Regions from separate parts of the Mus musculus genome. Here region 2 is linked to region 1. Evidence: chromatin contacts called from public HiChIP or PLAC-seq data. All regions are on one chromosome and are shown on one strand. The core of a region is the stretch at or near the end of the contact, and the rest is flanking DNA. Distances in the headings are between cores, read along the strand shown. Region 1 holds the start of Stx1a (syntaxin 1A (brain)). Region 2 holds the start of Cldn3 (claudin 3).

Region 1 (5,358 bases), core at 1,679-4,178:
ACAAGTTTAAGATCAGCTCTTTTCTCACAAATGAAGGGAAGGGAGGAAATGAGGGAGACCTTGAGTTTTGGGGATGAGGCCTCTTTACATCCCACGTTAGGAGAATACCATACTTAACTCTCTCCCCAGTTGTGTGATCCTGGACCAGTCTTGGCCTCTGAGGGGTTAAGCTTCCATGGGCCTATCTACAAGGCTAGGGGGAGGCTGCTGGCCCCTTCAGGATCGATTTCAAAGTGCAATCTGCAGATCTGGGAGAGGCGGGGCTGAAGATGGCAAGAGGGCCGGGCCCAGCCTACAGCACAGCGGCAAGGAAGCACGCCAGCTCTTTCCCCAAGTGTGACTTTTATAAATAAGCTCCCTTCTTCTCCTTCCTTCCAAATGTGGTGGTGCTGGGTGGGGGAGAAAGAGGAGGAGGAGGAGGCAGAGGAGGAAACGGGAGGGAAAGCTGGAGCAGGCACACAGATGCCCTGTGTGCGTCCTGCAGCAGCAGCACCAGGTGCCTCCATCCCTGGTGACCCTGACTCCTGGGCTTCAGGGGTTCCTGAGAACTCCAGCCACAGTCGAAAGTCTGAGGAAGTCTGAGGACCTCTCCTCGAGCCCCAAGAAGCTGGGTGCTGAGTTTCCCCCTTTGTCATTTCTTATGGATCCCACGCTACATAGCATCAAAATCCCTGTGAAGCTAAGGACGATGGTGAACTGAGGGTCCTTCAGCCTCCATTTGGAGAGTGCTGACATGGTTGACAGGTGCCCCCTCTCCCCCACTCCCCTGCAAATGTCTACAAGCCGAGCTACCTTTCTAGTTCCGAGTGTCCTCTTTGCATCTCACAAACTGGAACTCCAGGAGAGCAAGGGATTTCTAAGAATGACAGCAGCCCCCAAGACTATTTCACCCCAGCCATGCTTGGAACAGCTAGGACCACTCCCTTCCCAACCCCGGTCAAGGCCAGATAGCTGAGAGGACTGTCTCTAGTGGATTTGATGCCTGGGTTGGGTAGAACGCATATAGCGTTAGTTTGAAGTCAAGTTTGTCATCGCTATGCAGGGCTACCCAGGACAGTGTTGGGGCCATAGCTCTAGGTTCAAGCTTTTTACGACCCAAGCTGTCTGACCCTGATCAACTGACCACTCCTCCAACAAACAAGTGGGCCACTTTTGCTGTGCCTCAGTTTCAGCTTTAGCAGAGAGGCTGAAGGCTGATAAGCGAAAGGCTGCTACCACGTGGAAAGGCCTGTGTTCGTGGCTTGTGGTTTCCTCATACAATCATGACAGTCACACGGGTTGGGGCACACGTTGGGGTGACCACATCACTGCCATCTATCACCTGGACATGCTATCTGATTCAATCTGTCACCAGTCTGACACAATAGTGTGTGCTGTCATCTCAGCACTCATGAAGTCGAGGCAGGAGGATTGCTTTGAGTTTAAGACCCAATGAGACTATATAGTTCCAAGCCACCCTGGGGTACAGAGAAGGATTTTACATAAAAAAAAAAAAAAAACAAAAAACCGTAAAACATAAAAACACCGGAAACTTGAGGGCAACGACAAGGGGCGGGTGGGGAAGTGTTTAAACACTATATATGACTTGAAAGGCTGTCTGTTTCCTTTGAAATAGATGAGGCACTGGGCATCCAGCCAGGAATAATACAGGTCTGAAGGCATGTGGGGGTCGCTTGCAGGTCAGGAACAGGATGAAGGCTAGACTGGAGAGCATAGATATGGCTGGTATTATGGTAGAGGGATCCAGGCACAGATGGAGAAGCTAGGCAGAAATCACAGCCATTAGGTCAAAAGCCCCAAAACAAAACTTTCTATGAAGGGCTGTAAGTGGGGCACAAGATGAGAGGGATCTAGGACGCCACCCAGCTTGGGGGGACACCCAGAAATCAACGGGTGGGGTTTGCTGAGGAATCAGATATGACAATCTGATGTGGCGCCCTTATTTAACCCTCTCACGGGAGAGCTTAATTTCTGTCCCTCTAGGGTCTGAGGCCAGAGAAGGGCACTCCCCTGTGTTAAAAGTGGGGTCTCATGATTGAAGGATCATGGGCTCTGACTTAGAACCTTTCTACTGCCTTCTACTCATCTCGAAACCCCGCCCTAAGAGCCACACCCCAGAGGCCTCTCTCACACAGGTAGGAAAATAGATCCAGGTCGCAGTTAGACCTGGCAATCCGGGAAGGGTCTGGGAAATGACAGCCTGGGTTGCCTGGAAGCCCAAAGGTGGACCAAGGGTAGATATGGTTGAGTCCTTTAATCCAGAGCAAGCCGGGTATCCCTAAAGCGACCAGGGTGGATCGGGAGCCACAGGTGATGGGAGCCACAGGTGATGGGGAGCCCCAAGAGACGGCTCCCGCAGAGGCCACCCCCACCCGGCGGCCTCGTTTCCGCAGCGCGCCCAAGGATGGGGTTGGGAGGGGAACTCTGGGCAGGGGGGTGGGAAGGAAACGAGAGGTTCAGCCTCCAGGGGACAGTGCAAGGACGGTGACAAGCGGGCGAAGAACGGTCACGATTTTGCATCCCGCCACCGAAACCCCTTAACAGCCCTCCAAATCGCCCCAAACAGGAACGCCCTGAAAAGTTCCTCAAAACCCCAGGTTCTAGCCATCAGTCCCGGTGCTGAAGGGCTCGAGTCCGTGACCAGAAGTAGATCGGAGGGGTGGGACTCCCATGGGGGTTCGAGGGTCCCTCAGCTTTGCAAGGCTCCCTCCGTCCCCTTGTAGGTGCCTCGGTGGCATGCCGGAACAAAGTGGAGAATTACAAGACGCCGGGTGAGCGGCGCACGAGGATCGGACTCACCGTGCGGAGCTCCTGGGTTCGGTCCTTCATGCTCCCGGGAGTGGCAGTAGGCGCCGGCTGCAACCGAGTAAGTCCCGCATGCGCGGATGCCGCCCCGCGGCTGCGCAGCGCCAGCCCGCGCCCCGCCCCAGTCCCTGGGACCCCCAAGCCCAACCCCAGCTGGCCACGCCCATCATGCTTCCACGCCCGGATATATCCCGCCCAGGGCTCCGCCTACGGGGAGCGCAAAGGGGTACAAACCCAGCCCTCGGGACCTGGTTCCTCCCCTCGTCAACTAGTGATCTCTGTCTAGATGCAGCTCCAACTCCTTGGCCCTTCTCTGCCCCAGCCCCCACCTCTGCTCAGCCACCCATTATCTAGATAGACCCTGGATTCTGACTCTTAGAGTCCTTCCTTTCCCCTGGATTTGCTGGAGTGGAACCCTTTCCACTTTGTTCAATGATAGTCTCACTGTGTAGCCCAGGCTAGCCTTGAACACCTGCTCCTACCTCAGCCACAGGAGTACAGGTTTTGCAGACATGAGCCTCAATGCCAGGTTTGAAAATCCCTTCTTGAACCGACCCCCGGCAACCCCCTCCAACCACCCATCCTGTCCTGAGATGGCTGAACAGGTAAAGATGCTTGCCACTAAGCTTAAAGATCTGAGTTCCAGCGGGGTGATGATAGCACATGTCTTTAATCCTAGTAGGCAGATCTCTGAGTTCAAGGCCAGCCTGACCTACAGAGCAAGTTCCAGGACAGCCAAAGGTACGCAGAGAAACTCTGTCTTGAAAAATAACAAACAAACAAACAAACAAACGATTGGAGTTCTAGCCCTGGGCCCCACGTGACTGAAGAAGAGCATTGGATTCTGTAAATTGTCCTCTGACCGCCACATGAGTGAGCTCCGTGCTTCACATATATGCAACCACACGATGGAGGCAGGAGGCACATGGCCAAGTGAATATAAAGTAAAATAAAGCCCTCTCTGTAGTGGTCAATTCTAAACCTTCCCACCTTTCTGAGCACCCCCCTGTCTCCAGACCGGGTTGCTGCCTCTTTACTCTCCCCAGAGTTTCTCAGCTCACCTGTTCGATTCAATTTGACTGCCTTTCTCTTTACACACAATACATACATACATACATACATACATACATACATACATACATACATACACAAACAAATAAATGAAATGTTTAAGATATTTAAAAGGAAAAAAAAAAAAAGCTTGCCACCCCCACCCCTCCATGCCTCCAGCCCGGAGTTCAAATGCCAGGCCTGACGTCTTATTTCCTGTGTGGAAGCTGTAGGCTGTTCAAACCTAGGCCCAGTGGAAAGATCTCAGTGGTCCCTGCAGAGCAACGTGAACGGTATGCTGGTCCCTGTAGAGCAACGTGAAGAGCCTGCCGGTTGGCAGACATGTACCTTTTAGCTTCCTGCCAGCATCTTGTTACAGAGTACACACACACACACACACACAGACACACACACACACAAGTGGTCTCAGGCTTTCTTGACCCCAAGCCAAGCACACCCACACCTCCTTGTACACTAGAGTTACCAAGGCACGGTTCTGGATTGGATCCAGCCTCCTGCTGCCCAGTGTGTCTGGCCCTGGCACCTCTCCCAGACTTTCAGTGCAGGTTAGATGGCTGGCTGACAGGCACGCTGGGACACGGGCTCAGCCTCCCCTCCGTCCCTAGAAAAATCTGACAGGAGACAAATGTGTCCTGGCACGGGAGAGAGCCATAGCCTTTCCGGTTGTCTAGACATCAACATTATGCTATATTTTATTTTTAATATTTGTTACATCATTTATTTGTGTGCATGAGAATGCCACGGCTTACACAGAGAGGTCAGGACAACTTGCTGGAGTCAGTTCTCTGCTTCTGCCTTGTGTGTCCCAGAGACCAATCCAAGTCCTTAGGCTTAGCAGCAAGTGCCTTTACTCAATGAGCTCTCTCTCTCTCTCTCTCTCTCTCTCTCTCTCTCTCTCTCTCATACACACACACACAAGCTGGCCTCAAACTTGCTATGTACCTGAAGATGACCTTGAATCCCTGATCTTCCTCCCTCTGTATTGTTCCCCTACTCCAAGGTCCCCAAACAAACCAGGTAGGCATATTGCAACCAGACTTCACCGTGGGCTACCAATGAGTCTATTGGCCTTACTCCCATTGGTGAGGGGTTTCTTCCAGGTGAATAGATGCTCCCTCAAGCTACCCCCTCCCCACAGTGGTCTGAATGGGAATGGTCCCCACAGATCCACAGGGAGGGGTAGCCTTGTTGGAGGAAGTGTGTCACTGTGGGAGTGGGCCTTGAGGTTATACATGCTCAAACTATGCCCCGGGAGGTTCACGGTCTCCGTCTACTGCCTGTGGATCAAGATGTGGATCTCTCAGCTCCTTTTCCAGCATCACTGCTGCCTGCATACCACCATGCTTCCCGCCTTGATGATAATGGACTGAACCCCTGAAACTGTAAGCCAGTCCCAATTGAATGTTTTATTAGAATTGCCATGGACAGAGTATCTCTTCACAGCAATGGAAACCCTAAGATGTCCCCCAAGTGATTTTTTTC
Region 2 (5,377 bases), core at 1,451-3,950, 37 kb after region 1:
CTAAACTGGAACTTACTACATAGACCAGGGTGGTCTCCAACTCACAGAGATCTTCCTGCCTCCACTGTGCTGGGATTAAAGCCATGCTCCAACATGCCCCCTCCCCGCTTTTTGAGACAGCTCACGTAGTCCAGGCTAGCTTTGAAATTGATATGTGAAGCAGGCATGGTAGTCAGTCTGGTCTACATGAGTTCCAAAACAGCCAGGGCTCTGTAGAGAGACTCTGTCAACAAACAAACAAACAAACAAACGAAAGAGAAAGAGAGAAAAGAAAAGGAAAATAAAGAAAAATGAAGTTGGTCAGTGGTGACACACACCCTTAACCCTAGCACTAGGGAGGCAGAGAGGCAGGCGGATCTCTGAAAGTTTGAGGCCAGCCTGGTCTACAGAGTGAGTTCCAGGACAGCCAGGGCTACACAGAGAAACCCTGTCTCAAAGGAGAAAAGAAAAGAAAAGAAAAGAAAAGAAAAGAAAAGAAAAGAAGAGGAAAAGAAGAAAGGAAAGGAAAGGAAAGGAAAAAGGAAAGGAAAGGAAAGAAAAAGGGAAAGGAAAGAAAAGAAAAAAGGAAAGGAAAGAGAAAAGAAATTTCTAAGTGTTAGAGAGGCCAACCTTGAACTACATTTCCACCTACACTTTCCAGACGATGTCACCCTTTTAAAGCCTAGGAAGCCAGGGACCTGTCCCCCTCCAAGAGCCCCGCCTCAGTTCCCTTTACCTTGTCCAAGAGGTGCCTCCAGTCTCAATATTGTTTAAAGCTGGGTCCCTCCCTCCCTTGAGGGCACTGGGAAGAAGGTGGGGTGGCCTTTCCCCTCATCTCTCCACCTCCAAGTCAGAAGACTTTGCCAAATGTCCCTTTTAGGTGTCCCCCAACACTCCCAGTGCTGGGAATGGAACCCAAGCCCCATGCATGCTACACAAGTGTCCTACCACTGAGCCACATCCCCACCGTCTGTCTGAATGGCAGTCCTTTAGGTGAGGCATTTGGTCTGAACAATAGGTCTTTTTGTTCCACGTCTCCAAATATGAAATCTCGGTAGAGAATGTAATTCTTTAGCTTGCACATCAGCTACCCCAAATGCCCGGAGCAAGGCTGTGGATACAAGCACAAACCAACTAGGCTGTCCCAGAGAAGAGTCCCTGTGTTCTTCCCCTTGCCCCTCTCCAGCAGAGTTCCTCATACGCCCTCTGGCTGGATTGCTAGATAAACCTCGCTCGCCATAGGGTCTGTGGAGATCAGTGCTGGGATATCTCCCAAGTGTTACCCACCTAGTGAGCACAAAAACTCATGTGTACCCCCACTTTCTCCTTACTCAACCTGTGAAGCTGTTTAAAGCTCGCTGCCCGTGATGAGGGCTATTCGAGGGACAGTCCCCAGCAGGTGCCCCGTAGGGGAGGTGGTAGCCTGTGCGGTGGCGTTCAGGATAAGGAAGCTCCAGCGACTGCAAAAAACGAAAGACTTTTATTGAAAAATATGAAATGGCCCGTTTCATGGTTTGCCTGTCTCTGCCCACTGTGAGCTTCTGCGGGGCTGGCAAGTAGCTGCAGTGGCCACCCCAGCCCAGTTCTTGGGAAGGGCGAGGTTTCTTTGTCCATTCGGCTTGGACAGTTCCTAGGCCCGGTAGTCAGGTGGCAGCCGGAGAAGGGGAGATGCCAGCCTGTCTGTCCTCTTCCAGCCTAGCAAGCAGACTGTGTGTCGTCTGTCACCATCTGGAAGGTGGGGTGGTCTCAGACGCGAGGCTGCACGCTGGACGGGTGGGGTTCATCGACTGCTGGTAGTGGTGACGGTACGGTCTGCGTGCACCCGGCCCCTCAGACGTAGTCCTTGCGGTCGTAGGCGGTGCCGGTACCGGTGCCAGGGCCGGTGGATCGCGGCGCAGAATAGAGGATCTTGGTGGGTGCATACTTGTCGCGCGGTGGGCAGGAGCAACACAGCAAGGCGCCCCCTAGCAACTGCAGCGCGGCGGCAGCCCAGCCCACGTACAACCCAGCTCCCATCTCCCGCTTCTGGGCCTCGGGCACCAACGGGTTATAGAAATCCCTGATGATGGTGTTGGCCGACCAGGACACCGGTACTAAGGTGAGCAGAGCCGCCAACAGGAAAAGCACTCCCGCCACGATGGTGATCTTGGCCTTGGCCGTCTCGTCTTGTACGCAGTTGGTACACTGGGCGCCCACGAGCGCCACGAGGAGCCCGAAGGCGGCCAGCAGGATGGACACCACGATGAGGGCTCGGGCGGCCTGCAGGTCCTGCGGCAGGGCCAGCAGCGAGTCGTACATTTTGCACTGCATCTGACCGGTGCTCTGCACCACGCAGTTCATCCACAGGCCCTCCCAGGTGATCTGCGCCGTGATGATGCTGCTGCCGATGAAGGCCGAAACGCGCCACATGGGAAGGGCGCAGCACACGATGGTGCACAGCCAGCCCAGCACGGCCAGCGACGTGCCGGTGATCTCCAGGCCCATGGACATGGCTGCTGGACTTGAACCGGCTCGGCCGGGCAGCTCAGGGGACTGGGAGACCAGGGATCGCGGCCGCTGGACCTGGGAATCAACTGCCCTTCGAAAACTGACGGACGTCTGTCGCCGGGAACGACGGGTGGGTGGCAAAGGACGGAGCGCGCTTAACGGCTCCTCTCCTGGGGCTCGCACAGAGACTGCCCCTGCACCTGCCTGTGGCTTTGGAGACTGGCTTCTGAGACTGGGTTGGCTCTGGGATGGGGTGGGTTGGACTTAGCTTGGTGCCTAGAGGAGGAGGGTGGAGCTCGCTCTTCTGGCCCAGGGGACAGTGACGTGTGTCCCGTCCAGTCCGGTCCGTCCTCCCCAACCCCCTTCACCATAGGAGAAAGGATTTGGCTAGAACCTCAATGCTGAAGTGTATGTGTTGTGTGTGGCGGGGGTGGGGGTGGGGTGGGAGAGTGTGTATCGAAGGAGGGCGGGGTCGTCTAAGCTCCCTCCCTTCCCAACCTCCCCAAGCTCCTTAAGCATAACGAATTCTCTAGAGCTATACAGAGTGGGAGGGGCGCTTCAAGGATTTGAAGTGCAAATCACCAATTGTAAACTGCTTGACTCTCTTGTCCCCCACCTCCGTCTTCTTTAGCGCGGGAGGCGTAGGATGGAGGCGCGGCCAATTCCTCTGGACAACCCGGACTGGGAGGACCTAGGTGGGGGCGTGGCTGAGGCTGTTTGTCGCCGTAGGTGGATGGAATTGTAGCACCTGCTCCAAGTCCCTCAGGCTTTGACACAAGCACTCTGGCCTTGTCCAAGTGCAACCTGATATACAGAACTCTGAAACCAGGGACAACGACCACCTGCAGAGCCCACTCTGCACCTCAGGGACCGGTGTTGAGTTCAAATTCTTGTCCAGCACCCTCATGTGACCTGGGCTGGTGGCAAGCCTACATGGCTTAGCTCAAATGCCCGCCCACCTAGAAGCTGCTTTCCCCCACGGAGGTTCTCTAGATGGAGTCTTGTTTTCTTTCCTTTGGGGGTGGGGGCGGGGCAGAGTGAGTACCAGGGTGAGTGAACAGTGGGAAAGAGATTTGATACACATGAGAAAAAAAAAAGACGTCTAGCCAGGTGTGTTGGCTCCTGCCTGAGGCTGAGGCAAGCAGACAGCTGTGAGTTCAAGGCCAGATACAGCGAAACTGTGTCTCACAACTCCTGTGCAGAAGCCCTGTGCAGCATGCCATGCCTGTAGTCCCAGAGCTTGGGAAAGTGGAGGCAGGCAGGAGTTCAAGACCATCTTGGCGACACGGAGAATTCAAAGCCAGATGGGCTACATGAGACCCTGGCTCAAACAAGCTACAAAGTAACACCAAAAAAGCCCCCAAAACACCAATTCCTTTTGCCTCCGGACACTGACTCCCCTGCCGCACACCTTGGGGTGGCGCATGCTCCGACTTCTCCCGTTGCCTCTTCCCTTCACCTCAGCTAGGATACAGCTCTTTTGGTTTAGTTTCCTATACATCCTCTTCGAGGACCCGTGCTTGGGGTCCTTTCTCCATGAGACACTCCTACAGCTCTCCGCATAGCTCACTGACCTCGCTTCATAGTTTCAGAGGCTGGAGATGGAGCTCAGTGGCTAGAGTGCTTGGCCAGCCTGCACGAAGCCTCTGGTCTGTCCCTGGCACGGAATAAACCCTAATAGATGGATGGCACTTCAGCAAGCACCACACCGAGATCCTCCCCAGCTGATTTGGAGGTCAGTGTGGGTGGCTTGGAACCCTGCACCCAAATAGAAACAGGACAACAAAATCGTCCCAGCTTCTTACCCACAATGCCACGTTCTTTTTCTGTTTTGTTTTGTTTTGTTTTGTTTTCGAGACAGGGTTTCTCTGTTGTAGCCCTGGCTGTCCTGGAACTTGTGCTGTAGACCAGGCTGGCCCGGAACTCACAGATCCACCTGCCTCTGCTTCCCATGTGCTGGAAGCACTGTTCTCTTTGCCACTTTGATACCTTTGTTTTCTTTCATATTTGACATTATCTAAAGTGGCCTCTGGCTTTCCTTTCTTCCCCCCTCCCTCCTTTTCTCTCCCTGCTTTCCTTTTTTCTCTCCCTCCCGCTCCCTCCTCCCGGTCCCCCCCACCCCGCCCCCTCCACTCCTCCCCGCCCCAGGGTGGCCTTAAACTCCAGGTTGTTTTGCCTCCCCTGCACAAGTGGCAAGCTTCTTTGTGAGAGAGGCCACGCTTGGTTTCTCATTTATTTGTTTCTTTGTCTCTGCTCCGGTCTGTTACCACCACCAGGACATTCAGAATGTTCCAAGGACAAACATTTTTGCCTGTTTTATTATGTGACACTCCCGATGCCTAGAACAGGGCTGGGTGCTCTGAGAGGTAATTGACTTAGCACTTTCCCTTGTTTCAGCAACCTGTCCTGCCAGGGCTCTATGTCCAGGGATGACCTCGTGTTGTGAGGGCCCCAGGGGCTTTGCAATTAGCTAGGAAGCTGAGATCCATCCAGCTAGATGAAGGCTTTCTGGAGGCAGATGGTCCAGAGGACAAAAGCCCTTGTTTTCAAGCTTGACAACCTGAATTTGATCCCTGTTACTTCAAAGATGAAAAAAAGCCCATTCTCCAAAGTAGTTCTTTGACCTCCCCGTGCTTGCTGCAGTACACACACACACACACACACACAGAGGAACAGACACCCACACTGACATACACTCTTATACATACACAGACACACACACTGACATACACTCTTACACACACACACACACACACACACATACACACACACTGATAAACACTCTCACATTTACATACATACACTCACATATACTCATACACACTCACACCTACACTCATACACACACCCACACACACTCATACACATACACTCACACATATTCATACACACACACACATATACTCACTTA

The links. HiChIP or PLAC-seq counts read pairs in DNA pulled down with a chosen protein or histone mark.
Region 2: a contact with region 1 is called in an HNF4G HiChIP or PLAC-seq map of pancreatic cancer cells. The contact joins the promoter of Cldn3 here to the promoter of Stx1a in region 1. A contact is called at or near these places in 7 of 39 promoter capture datasets (cranial neural crest, embryonic stem cells, frontonasal cranial neural crest and 3 more), 2 of 15 datasets of contacts at CTCF or cohesin (the G1E-ER4 cell line and embryonic stem cells), 4 of 484 Hi-C or Micro-C datasets (the G1E-ER4 cell line, embryonic stem cells and liver), 6 of 115 datasets of contacts at active chromatin or transcription factors (embryonic stem cells, pancreatic cancer cells and trophoblast stem cells) and 3 of 9 other capture datasets (adipose tissue, liver and pancreatic islet).

Annotation. Positions count from the first base shown.
Region 1 is chr5:135,021,052-135,026,409 of GRCm38.p6, reverse strand. It overlaps Stx1a (syntaxin 1A (brain)), which reads right to left and starts at 2,928. Exons shown (of 10, transcript NM_016801.4): 1 at 2,800-2,928. The coding sequence starts at 2,829.
Region 2 is chr5:134,983,537-134,988,913 of GRCm38.p6, reverse strand. Cldn3 (claudin 3) reads right to left here and starts at 2,700. Exons shown (of 1, transcript NM_009902.4): 1 at 1,438-2,700. The coding sequence starts at 2,469. The coding sequence ends at 1,810. Wbscr25 (Williams Beuren syndrome chromosome region 25 (human)) reads left to right here. Exons shown (of 5, transcript NR_026907.1): 5 at 1,324-1,481.